Linked DNA regions of Mus musculus: all the other regions are linked to region 1. A link is a contact called in public promoter capture Hi-C data. All regions are on one chromosome and are shown on one strand. Each heading gives the region's core, a stretch centred on a gene start, on an enhancer-like site or on the middle of the called end of the contact. The rest is flanking DNA. Distances are from core to core; before and after follow the strand shown. Region 1 holds the start of Mid1ip1 (Mid1 interacting protein 1 (gastrulation specific G12-like (zebrafish))). Region 2 holds the start of Med14 (mediator complex subunit 14). Region 3 holds the start of AA414768 (expressed sequence AA414768).

Region 1 (3,908 bases), core at 582-3,081:
CAGGAGGCTGAGCCCCGCCTCCCCCAAGCACCCGGCTAGAAGCTGCCCTCCCATGTGTGGCAACCCAGCACTGTGCCCTGGCATGGCCCTTTCTCAGGCCCTTCTCTTCCGGAAAGAAAAACAGAAAAGAAACCCCAAGAAAGGCACAGGCTGAATGAAGGACATCGGCCCAGTTCCATTCCCACCAACACAGAGTAGGCCCCCTCCGGGGGTCTTTGAACCCCCCTCTCTGGCGACTACTTTCCTCTGCTCTCGCGATGAGGCCCTCTTCTCCACACTAACCCCACCAAGTACACAGCCCAACTTTACAGTGTGCCCTTCGCGCCCCACAACCAGGAAGAAAATAGCTTGGAGGAAAGAGAGGGGTGGTAGAGCCGACCCGAGAGAGGGTGCTGGGCAGCGGGGACAGCCCCCGCCTCAGTGGCCCCAATTACTGAAGCCGATCTCCTGCTTGTATCTATTGGTGAGGATGTTGGCTTTTCGGGTGAGTTTGGAGAGCACGGTGTGCAGCCCGCGCAGGTGGTAGTGGAACTGCTGCTCCAGATCTTCCTCGCCCGCATCCGCGCTCTCCAAGTGACTCAGGCCCACCAGGATGTCCTTGGGCTTCCAGGTGCTCTCCTCGCTCCCGGCCGGCGGAGACGAAGGCTGGTGCAGGACTCCCCACTCGATATCATTGCGGATGGACTTGAGCAGCACGTAGTGGCTGTACATGTCCCGGGAGGGCGCGAAAAAGCTTTCATTGGCGCTGCCCGGGCTTGGGGCCGGGGTCGTGCGCTCCTCCAGGCAGCCGCCACTGCCGCCTACCTCCACGCTGACCTCGTCTATCTCCGGCTCGGACAGGGGTACGTCGCGCAGCAGACTGGGCACCATCACCGTCTGGTCCATGTTGTTCACCGCGCCAATGAAGCGATTCATGGCGTTAAAGAGCGAGTGCTTCTGGTTATATGTGTCGCAGATTTGCATCATGGTGGCCGAGCGGGCGCGGAAACACAGGGACGCTGGTACACGGAGATAGACCGCTGGCGATGCCGCCTTCAAGCGCTCTCAGAGGCTGATGCCGGGAGCCTGCTTGAAGCCGGTGTGACGGGATTCCCAGATCCTTCTCCGCCCTCTCTAACTTGCTTCTTTCTCAGCTCAGCCCTTCGTGAGGCCCGGCTGCTCTTATCTTTGGCTCAGGATTGACGGTGGGTGGCTGGGTCTAGCCTTTTTCTGCTTGGGAGACAGAGACGAAAAGAACAAATTACCCACCCGGTTAGGATGCCCGGCATCCGGTCCGCGCGATGCTCCCACCCTGACCAAGGCTGGCCAGAGAAGGCACAAGGGTGGTTCCTTGGGACCAGCCGGTATCACCTCCTCCAATACTAGCAGAAGACCTTTGAAAAAAAAGGAGAAAAAAATCTCCCCCATCCCGGACTCTCTGGTTTCTCCCTTCTAAAACCTAAGCGAAAGCAACCATATTAGCCCGGGCTGCCAAAGGGCGGGGACACCCACCTCTTGCACTGCGAAATCCCCTGGTTCTCAGTGCTTGCGTTGCGGACGGTGGCTGCCCAAGGGCGCTGCTGCGGTCACTGATCGGACTGTGAGTAAGGGCGACTGTGGTTGCTCCGGCCCCCTGCCCATTCCAGGTGCTCAATTTATAGTCCGGGAAAGGTGTCCCAGGCGCCCAGGACCACCCCTGATGTCTCCTCCTCCTACCTCCTCCAGCAGCACAGATAAAAGGTCCCAGCCCTGACCGCGAGTAACACTCGCCCAACCCTTTCTACCGCGGGGGCGGGGCACGCCGGGTGGCTCCGCCTCTCGCCTGATACCCGGGCTAAGGCAGGGCGGCCCAGCAGGGCAAGGCAGGGTAGGGCTGGGAGGATGGAGCGGCCGCACCCCAGCACCAAACCCAGAACAAGCTGTTTGGGGGAGGGAGGGCGAGGCACTGAGCCCAAGGAGCCGCCGTCCAAACCAGAGGGCGGACTGGCGCGCGCGGGCTGGGCGGGCTTGGCGCGCACTCTCCGGGTGGGATGACCGGAATGCTTGTGTGTCCGGGTTGCAAAAGAGCCCCTCAATCCTGAACCTAGAGTGACTGCAGTCCGGAAATTTAGCCTCGATTTATTATTAGACGTCGGGTAAGAGGGATTCACAGCTGCCCTGACTCCATACTTGGGAATCTTATGTAAGAAGAGTTAGCAGGACATGCCGGATGCACGTGGACATGGGGTGCTCCCTCCACGGCCCAGGTCGTGGTCAGCTGCAGGGGGATGGGAACACTGAGGCATTTGCTTCCCTCCTGGCGGGGTCTTTCCTACTACTGCTGCCAGGTATGAAGAGCACCCTGGTCATCTGATCTATAGTTTTGTGTCCCCCACCAAGAGATAAGAGCATGGCAATGGAGTGTGAACTTGGGCCTTGTGGCCCTTTTGGCTATCAAAAAGACTAGGAGAAGGTGGCAGAAGTTAGGACTGGTGTTGGGTATATCTTATCATTTAAAGAAAAAAAATGGGAGTATACCCAATAACTTTCTGGAGTGTGTGTCAAGTGCTCCTTTCAAAAGATAGTTCTTAAGCAAGGGTTACTTAATAAGCCTAAGCTGTGTACCATAGCCCTGGATCTACCTTTCAAGTTTTACACTTGAAACTCCTCTTTCAGGTTCCCAGCCCTGAGCCCATACTCATTTCCCATCTCATTTCCTTTGCCACATCCCTCAACCTCCAGTCAGCTCTTCCATTCCTCCAGATAAGATGACTCAGGCTTCTAATTTTAAATTTCTTCCCACTAAAGTCTTCGGGGGGAAGTTTTAGTATGGCATTCCCCTGCAAGACAAAAAAGCGCCCCAAACAAGGAGAGACACTTATGCATGTGGGTTTGTTTGTTTGTTTGTTTTTTCTTGAAGGACTGGTACTGTCTACCGAAAATCATGTCTCTTTTCAATTTTGAAGGGAACAAGAGCTGATAACAGACAGAAAAGTCATTGGTAACTCTAGAACCCAGACTGGCAAATCTCCATCTCCCTCTGGTTTACTGGTTCTAGATCATAACCCATGCTTCCAATGCTTTCTTATGTATGTATGTATGTATGTATGTATGTATGTATGTATGTATGTATGGAGACACAGTCCCAGCCAGCCAGCCAGCTTGATTTGGAACGACAGCTACTCATCCTTCTGATTCAGTGTCCCATGTTCTTTTAAACATGAAATAATGTTTGTTATCTGCCCCGTGGAGCTAAGGAGATCAGTGGAAAGAAGAATGTAGATGGGAAACATGCATTGTGTAAACCTGACACATAACAATAACCTCAGCCTTTCTCTTCTTATGCCCAGATTTGAAAACTTTTCCACCCTCTGTTTGTCAACAAAATGGAGTGTCTCCCATGAGAGAAAAATTTCCAGTGTTGCTTTAGCAATAAAAAGGAACTTCTTCTTGGGCTATGGCAAAGGGTTCTATTAGGGTTCAATGAGGTATCGGCGGTAAAACTCTTCACTGTGTACACTGTAAAGTACTTAGGGCTTCATCACAGTTTAGAGGCATTTTCTGCCAAGAGTCTGAACCCTTAAAAATAGGGAAATAGGCTAAGATGAACCAGAGAGGACCTCACCCTCACCTTTACCACTTCTTCTGCACAGAGGTGTTCAAAACAGTCCAGGCTTGTTTTAACCCTTATGGCAGACAAGAGCCAAGGAAGAGAGCTTTAGAAAAACACATTACCTGGTTACCAGTAGTTGATGTTTCTCATAACTTAAAATGTAGTTTGACCCCTTCTGAGACCCAGACCCTCTGGATATTTTAAGTATGCACCCTAATGAAAATTTGGAATTGCTTTGGGTTATTAAATGCTGGAATCCTGCCTTCTTTTCTCTAACAGCTCCCAGAAAACGGAAATCCCAACTGCCTAGTAAAGGCATCCCACTTTGAAAATTAGC
Region 2 (4,070 bases), core at 368-2,867, 2.0 Mb before region 1:
ATAGCGATGTTAGTTAATATCCCAGATATAGAATAACATCTCCTACAGATAAGAGTGAATTTTAGTTGGACATGAGGTGCACACCAATAATCCCAAATACTTAGGAGACTGAGGGAGGGGATCACAAGTTATCATTCTAATTTACATAGCAAGTCCCAGGTGAGCCTATGTCATTTAAGGAGAACCCAACTCAATAAAAAATAGCTGGGGATATAAAGGCAGAATGTTTGCCTACTATAGGCAAGGATTTGGTTGGATTCAATCCTTAGTCCTGCAAAAGGCAATGTTGTGGCAGGAGGTGGTGGTATATTCTAGCTGTCACCACAAAGAATAAAGTATGAGAGGTGATCAAAGTCAATGAGTCCGATTTGTTCATTCGGGAGTGTATTCATGCACTGTACCCCATAAACATATGCAATTTAACACTGTACCCCATAAATACATGATTTATCAATCTGAAAAATGGATGAGGTAGTGGAGGAGCTTGTGATCCCAATTACTTTGAGCTCAAGAGCTAAAAAATGCCAGCCCCGACAACACAGTGAGACCAAGAATCAAGAGCACTGCAATTGTACAAGTGGAGAACAAAGAGAATTGTCTAACCTTACGATCAGCATGAGCATCTGTTACACCTGCGAGAGATGAAGCTGCAAAACGATGTTTAGGTAGGGTCACAAAAATAGACGCTTTTAACAGTTAATTTTTCCGTGACTTGTGCGTGAGAATAGCTAGGTTACTAAACAAAAAACAAAAATAAACGCACACAAAAAAACTTTCGAAGCCCAGACATCACGAAAGACCAATTGCTTCCGAATCTATGGAGGTGGAGGGAACCCACAGACATGTTTAAAGGCTTGCAGTTCGTTTCAAACAGAAGCCAAGATTAGAAAACAGACAAAACATGTGGATTTTGGGAGAAAGAGGCTGTAGTTGGAAAGATGAAAACCCAGGCAGGATAGGGCGGCTACTGCAAGGGCAGGGACAAAAGCCAAGAACACCAGCAAAGGATTTAAGGACTACATGTGTTTCAATGTTGGGCTTTGGGTGACAGCAAAGGCGCGGCACACAGGAGACTGCATTCAAATGACGTTATTGTGTCGTTGCTCTTGTCCCACAATTGACAAAAAAAAAAAAGGAAAAAGGAAAAAAAGAGACTGTAACGTTTTCTCCCACGCGTCGCGCCAGGGTCGCCTATGGGCGGAGCGTGCGTTGGACAGTCACAGCGCGCGGTCGCCGCAGGCCGCCTTTTTGGGGCCCCGAGAGGAGAGACGGGTGGTTTCTCCGCCAACCCTTCTCCGTTCACCGTCCCGCTGCGGTCGCCTAGGCGGGGAAAAAGAGCGCTTAGGGACCACTGACGTTACTGTGACGCGGCCGCTGGACTGGCGGCGCGGCTTCCGGCGCCTTGCGCCCACCCCCCTTTCCGCTTTCCCGCCCACGCACCTCCTGGCTCCGCCCCTCTCCCACGCACCCCCTCCTCCTGTCCCCCAGAACAGCACAGCGCGGGGAACGGTCGCAGGTTGCCTTTGGAAAGGGCCTCCCGCGGGTTCCCCTTCCGTTCTGCCTGGCGACTTCCGCTCTCGGCCCAGCAACATGGACGCTATAACCCGCCGGCCGGGCGGCCGCTGAGCAGTCGCGGAAGCTTCCCCACTTGAGTGGCGGCCGGCCCGCCTCTCTGCCCTCCCGCCCCACGCTCGCCTCCCTGCGGCCGGCCGGCCCGGCCCTACATGGGGGCGGGCCTCCGCAGCTTGGGCTCGGCTTCCTGTTCAGAGGCGGCCTGGCGCTAGGCGGCGGCCACTCTGCCCGCGCCCGCCTCGGTGCGGTCACCGAGCCCGGGAGGAGGCTCCAGGGCCGCATCTCAGGCGGTTGCCCCGAGCCGGGCTGTACGCCGCCATGGCCCCAGTGCAGCTGGACAACCACCAGCTGATCCCTCCTGGCGGCGGCGGTGGCAGCAGCGGCGGCGGAGGCAGCAGCAGCGGCTCCGCGTCTGCCCCGGCTCCCCCGCCGCCCGCAGCCGCTGTGGCGGCGGCAGCTGCGGCGGCAGCTAGCCCTGGATACCGGCTTAGCACGCTCATCGAATTTCTGCTCCACCGGGCCTACTCGGAGCTTATGGTGTTGACGGACTTGTAAGTGCTGCGAACCCATGCCTGCTTCCCGGCTCCTCACTTGCCCTTCCCGCCTTCAAGAGAGGCTTATGCTTGCCATTTACTGAGCTAGGCTGCTGAGCGTAGAATTTGGAAATTCATGGGGTTTAGGTTCTGGGGACAGGGAGGAGGTAACTATTGGGGATCTGGTTGACGATGAAAGCACGGAGACTGGTTAGTTTCGCATGTTAACACTTGCGCTGAAGATTGTCTTTGGGATTTTTGTCTTGAGTTCCCAACAGAAGTGTATTAATTTCTATGTGGAATATTTTCTAAAAACCTAAGTCGAAGAGTAAGCATTGAGGACTACGTAGAATTCGAACTGAACGGGATTTTCAACGAAGGGAAATGTTTTACATCTTTTTTGACAATGTTTTAAATGAAGGTTGCAATTGTTTCTCTTAAAATGCCGGAGGTCGATTCTGTGTAAAACAATTACATTATAAATTCTGATTCTTTCTGCAACATTTGAAAGCGTGTTAAGTCTTTATGGATGTAGTGAAAGTAGAATACTTTTTTTCTAATGAGCCTCCGGGTTTCAGTCTAGTTACCTATGAAATGCCTTGGGGCGTGATTAGGGTGTTAATACCTTCAGAGTACAAGCCGACTACACGGATGGTTCACTATGTGAATAAAAGGTACTAGGAAAATTTGAAACTCTTTAGCATCTTCTACCTGAGGTCCATAAAAGTTTTCTTTTTACCTATTGTTAGGCTCCCTCAGGTTTCCAGGGAAATACGTTAGTATGTAGACGCTAGGATGTATCTTGCAATACTTTGTTACTGGAGAATTACATTGTACATGACTAAAAGAATTAGGGCGGGCTTCACTTACTCTTGTAAAACATTCCCTTTCAGTTTTGATGTACAATATTTTATTGAATGAGACAAAGCTTAACCTTATCAAAAGTGGTGGCGGTATTACTATTCTCCTTACTATTGAGACGGGGTCTTCCTGTGTAATCGGGCTGGTCGCTAACCTTCAGTTCTGGCTCAGCCGCTTTAGTGTTGGGATTACAAGTATGAGCCACTACACCTGGCTGAGATTTTTTTTTTTTAACACACGATTTCCTCATCTAGTAAGAGCTAGGATTACAGGTGTGTGTACGTCCCTCACCCCGTATGGCTTCTGACTGAGTGATCTGTCAAGCTTAGTTCTTGTAGTAATGTACGTATATTGCATGTGTTCATAAGAATTCAAGACAGTTTAATATATGTCCTGTGCGTAGCTGTGGTAAAAAGACTGATCATGGATCATGTGATTGGTTTTCTGTAAAGAATTTGTAAAAATGTATTGAATTGTGTTCTATTTTTAATTTTAGGATTTAGTTTATGGAGAGAGATCTGTTTTATTGATATAGAATAATCTATGTTTAGTCCCCCCCCCCCATCATTTGTATGACTCCTAAACATATCTCAAGCACAGCCCTCAGCTGAATTCCACATTCTGTGTCCAGATCCTTACAGCTCAATATCTAACCCAGAAGCTGTGTTCAGTGAAAAATAAGAGATTTGTGGCCCAGGGTTTCGGAAGGTAAAAGCAAGAGGATCACAAGCTTTAGGCCAGACTCAAAGTACAAAGTGAAACTCTAGTTTCAAAAAAGATTCCATAGCCAAACATGGTGGTGCATGGCTTTAATCCCTGCAGAGGCCCCACGTGCATGCCAGTCTTACGTTTGAGACTAGCCTGGTCTATATATAGCCAATTCTAGGACATTGAGGGCTACATAGTAAGACCCTGTCTCAGACTAACCACCCCCCCACCCCCGTCTAGAAAAAAAACCACAGGGAAAAAAATGTTTAGAATCGCTTCTCTATGAGAGAGAGCATAAAATTTGTGGCTAAACCAGGATACCTTTGAACATGGGGAAAATGTTATAAATATAGTAGTGTATATCTGTAGCCCTAGCACTTCAGAGGTCAAGGCAGG
Region 3 (3,511 bases), core at 729-3,228, 2.2 Mb before region 1:
CGACCAGTGCAAATGAGTGCTAACAAGCCTTGATTGCTTTGCCCAAGTACAGTATAACTCAGTTTCAAGAGTCCAGCCTTAGGAAATAGTTCATAGCATAAATCTGGCCATAAAAATGTTATTAATTCATGAGCAAAGTTCTTATCATTATTTAGGCAATCAAATGGCTTTACACCCTAAAAGACTGTAGTTGAGAAGACATAACCATTCAACTGGGAACGCAACTCAATGGGATAGGTCGTGTAGCACGCAGGAGGCCCTGGGTTCCATCCGCAGCATCACACAAACAACACACAGAGACCAAAAAACTCTTTTAAGCCAGGATTGGACACTGGCAAAACTTTTATTGGCACTAAATGGAACAAATGTTTGTAAATACTCATTATCCCCCCTCCCCCAATAGCCCAATAAACAAAAATTATAAAGTCACAACTGACTGGCCTACTTAACACATTTCACGGAATCAAGGAAAACAGATGATGACAAAAAAATGGACACTATGATTATTTATCAGGGAAAACCACAGTAAAGGCTCACAGTTCAGCCCAAGACCCCCACAGTAAGCAAAATGAAAAGGTTGGGACTTCTACTGGTGGTCAGTTGACAGTTTATCCACTAAAACACCAATTAGCTAATATCTTCCGCACTACTGTTACAAAGATATGCAAAGCTTGTTTGTGTCTTTAAAGCTACCTTGTTCCAAATACACCACAGTCTACTATTTACCCATCTTCCTTTGGAGGAGTGAACCAGCCCTTTTTCTCATGCATCTGCACGACGGAGTCATAGGACTGTTGGGCTGTTTCTAGATTATATTGATTCTTATCTGCTCCAAAGCGCACCCTGGCCTTGCCTTTGACTAAGGTGGCATTGATCTGCATGATGACTGATTCAATGGAGTAGGCGCTGCTCCAGCCCTGTTTGGTGAGCAGTTCCATACACAACGCCCCTCCACCCAAAACATACCCTCCAGAGAGAATAGGCAACTCGACGCGAACAAATGGAGGATCAAACGGAAAGTTATCTTTGAAAGAGAAGTTAAGCAAAATATAGTCAATGCCTTCTTTTTCATTCAAGAGCTGAAGGTCACCGTACAAGGGACTATCGGGGTCAACCTTCCTCAGTTTAACGTGCCAGTCATATAAGCTGTCGTTTATCAGTTCCACGGAATAAGTCCCCGATTTGTAGCTCTGCGATCTGTATATATCTCTGAGTTCTTTCATAAGTCTGTTTGAAGCATGCACCGAGCCAGACACGGTACCATTCAAATGCTCTTGCCTTTGGCTCTTCTTGATATTCTCTAATATTGCCAAATGCTCTTTCTCAAGCCCTTCATCCTCTGACTTTTTCTCGCTACTAGCCTCTTCTTCTTCTTCTTCTTCTCCTCCTCCTCCTCCTCCTCCTCCTCCTCCTTCTTTCAGCTCATAATGGTCCAAGTCTTCCACCCCGTCAGCTGCATCTTCACCTTCATCTTCTGAAGGCACCTCTTCGATGGTCGCCTTCTGAGCCATGGGGACCGGCTGGTCCAGCATCTCCATATCCAGGTGCTCAGGCAGGTTATATAAGCTGCAGAGTTCACAGATCAGCCACTTGAGCTGCTGACGAAGCGAACTGTTGGGCTTCGAATCTTCCAGTCGTTCCAGGATCGATGTGAGATCTGGATCGTCAGAGTCCACGAACCATATCGGCGGCGAAGATGGGTAGGACTCGGTGATGGAGCAGTGCAGGGTGAGCGGCGGCGAGGGCGGGCTGCCCGCGGGCGCCGGCGGCACCAGGAACTGACACTGCAGCTCATCCAGCTGCCAGCTCACGATGCGCAGCCGCTCGTGGTCCTGGTCGAAGATGGACGCTAGGAACTCCAGCTCGGCCTTAAGCCCCGACGACATCCTTCCTTTTGGGTCCTCTGAGACGAGTGTGGAAGCAAAGAGGCCCCGCGAGACGCCTGCTGGGCTGCCACCGCCCCTGGGGCCGCCGGGCCGGGCTCCTGCGGCTCCGCCTCTGCCCGCCTCCGCGACCCGCAGAGCGTGGCCGCCTCAGTCATAAGTCTAAGCACTGTGTCGCACAATGATCTACAGGGCCTTTTCATCTTGCATAACGGAACCTTTTGTTCTTTTTTTTTTTTAATTTTGTTTTGAAACATAGTCTTGAATAATGGGGGCTGGTCTTGAACTCTGTGTAGCCAAAGATGGCCTTGAACGCCTGAACCTCCAGCCTCTACCTCCCTCCTCACCCAGTGCTGATTTCACAGCGCCACCACACCCAGTTTATGGCCTCCTGGGAAAGGAAGCCAAGGCCACAAGCATTCTAGGCGTGCAAGCTATGGCCCCAAGCTGATTTTAAAAGAAATGTGAACTTCTGATATTTCTACCCTCACCTCCTGGATGGTGGGAACTACAGGAATGCACCACCACAGCTAGTTTGTGTAGTGCTAAAGGCTAAAGATGGAACCCAGGGCTTGGAGCATGTAGGCAAGCATTCTACAACCTGAGCTACATTCCCGGTCGGTTGTTTTCTCGATTCATTTCAACAGTCATTTTAGTTGCTTCCATATCGTGGCTATCTTGAATACTGCTACAGTGAACATGGGTCACTGATTTCAGAGCTGAAAGATGGCTCAGCAAATAAGTATCACTCGATGCTCAAGCATGAGAAGTTCAAATCTTCAGCGCTTGTATAAAAAGCGTGGCCTAGCCTAAGGCATGCCTGTAATCCCAGTGCTGTATGAGAGGCAGACTGGGAGGTTATCTTGCACATACAAAACACAGACACTGAGTTGGGGAGATAGAGAGGAGAGAGTGTGTGAGTGAGTAAGTGAGTGGGGGGGGGGGGGAGACAGACAGACAGACAGACAGAGAGTGAGGAGAAAGAGAGGAGAGAGCTCCTGCTTTTGCTTCTAATAAGCACAAGCAGGCTTGGTGGACTCAGAAGGCTTTAGGTTGTGCATAGATTTGTTTGGTTTTCAAGACATTGTTTCTCTGTGTAGCCTTGGCTGTCCTGGAACTCACACTGTAGACCAGGCTGGCCTCGAACTCAGAAATCCTCCTGCCTCTGCCTCCCAAGTGCTGGGATTAAAGGTGTGCACCACCACTGCCTGGCCTGTACATAGATTTTTTTAAAGGAAACTTCACAGCTACTTCCAGCCCAGCAAGGGCCCAATTTCTCCACATCTTTGTTATCACTAGTCATTTTTTTCTTTTATTATTTACTTATTTATTTTTATCATGCCCCCGGTGAGGTGTGACAAGATACCTCTTGGTGGTTTTCATCTGCGGTTTGCTCATAGTTTAGTGAAGATGAGCGGTTTCACAAGAGTCTCAGCACTTCTCATGAGAAATGCCTGTCGACTCCTTTGTCCATTTTATTGTTTTGGTTTGGGTTTTTTTCTGGTTTTTCGAGACAGGGTTTCTCTGTATAGCTCTGGCTGTCCTGGAACTCACTCTGTAGACCAGGCTGGCCTCGAACTCAGAAATCCGACTGCCTCTGCCTCCCAAGGGCTGGGATTAAAGGCGTG

What was found. Promoter capture Hi-C pulls out the DNA fragments that hold promoters and counts their contacts.
Region 2: a contact with region 1 is called in a promoter capture Hi-C map of pre-B cells, with 9 times the contacts expected there. The contact joins the promoter of Med14 here to the promoter of Mid1ip1 in region 1. A contact is called at or near these places in 8 of 39 promoter capture datasets (the 3T3-L1 cell line, the C10 cell line, cranial neural crest and 4 more).
Region 3: a promoter capture Hi-C map of hippocampal neurons shows a contact between it and region 1, with 3 times the contacts expected there. The contact joins the promoter of AA414768 here to the promoter of Mid1ip1 in region 1. A contact is called at or near these places in 3 of 39 promoter capture datasets (the C10 cell line, hippocampal neurons and liver).

What each region holds. Positions count from the first base shown.
Region 1 is chrX:10,715,288-10,719,195 of GRCm38.p6, reverse strand. Mid1ip1 (Mid1 interacting protein 1 (gastrulation specific G12-like (zebrafish))) reads right to left here and starts at 1,831. Exons shown (of 2, transcript NM_026524.4): 1 at 1,492-1,831; 2 at 1-1,209. The coding sequence starts at 966. The coding sequence ends at 418.
Region 2 is chrX:12,759,520-12,763,589 of GRCm38.p6, reverse strand. Med14 (mediator complex subunit 14) reads left to right here and starts at 1,617. Exons shown (of 31, transcript NM_001048208.1): 1 at 1,617-2,123. The coding sequence starts at 1,891. It overlaps Gm14634 (predicted gene 14634), which reads right to left and starts at 1,312. Exons shown (of 5, transcript NR_045852.1): 1 at 604-1,312.
Region 3 is chrX:12,935,340-12,938,850 of GRCm38.p6, reverse strand. AA414768 (expressed sequence AA414768) reads right to left here and starts at 1,978. Exons shown (of 1, transcript NM_001272033.1): 1 at 310-1,978. The coding sequence starts at 1,886. The coding sequence ends at 723.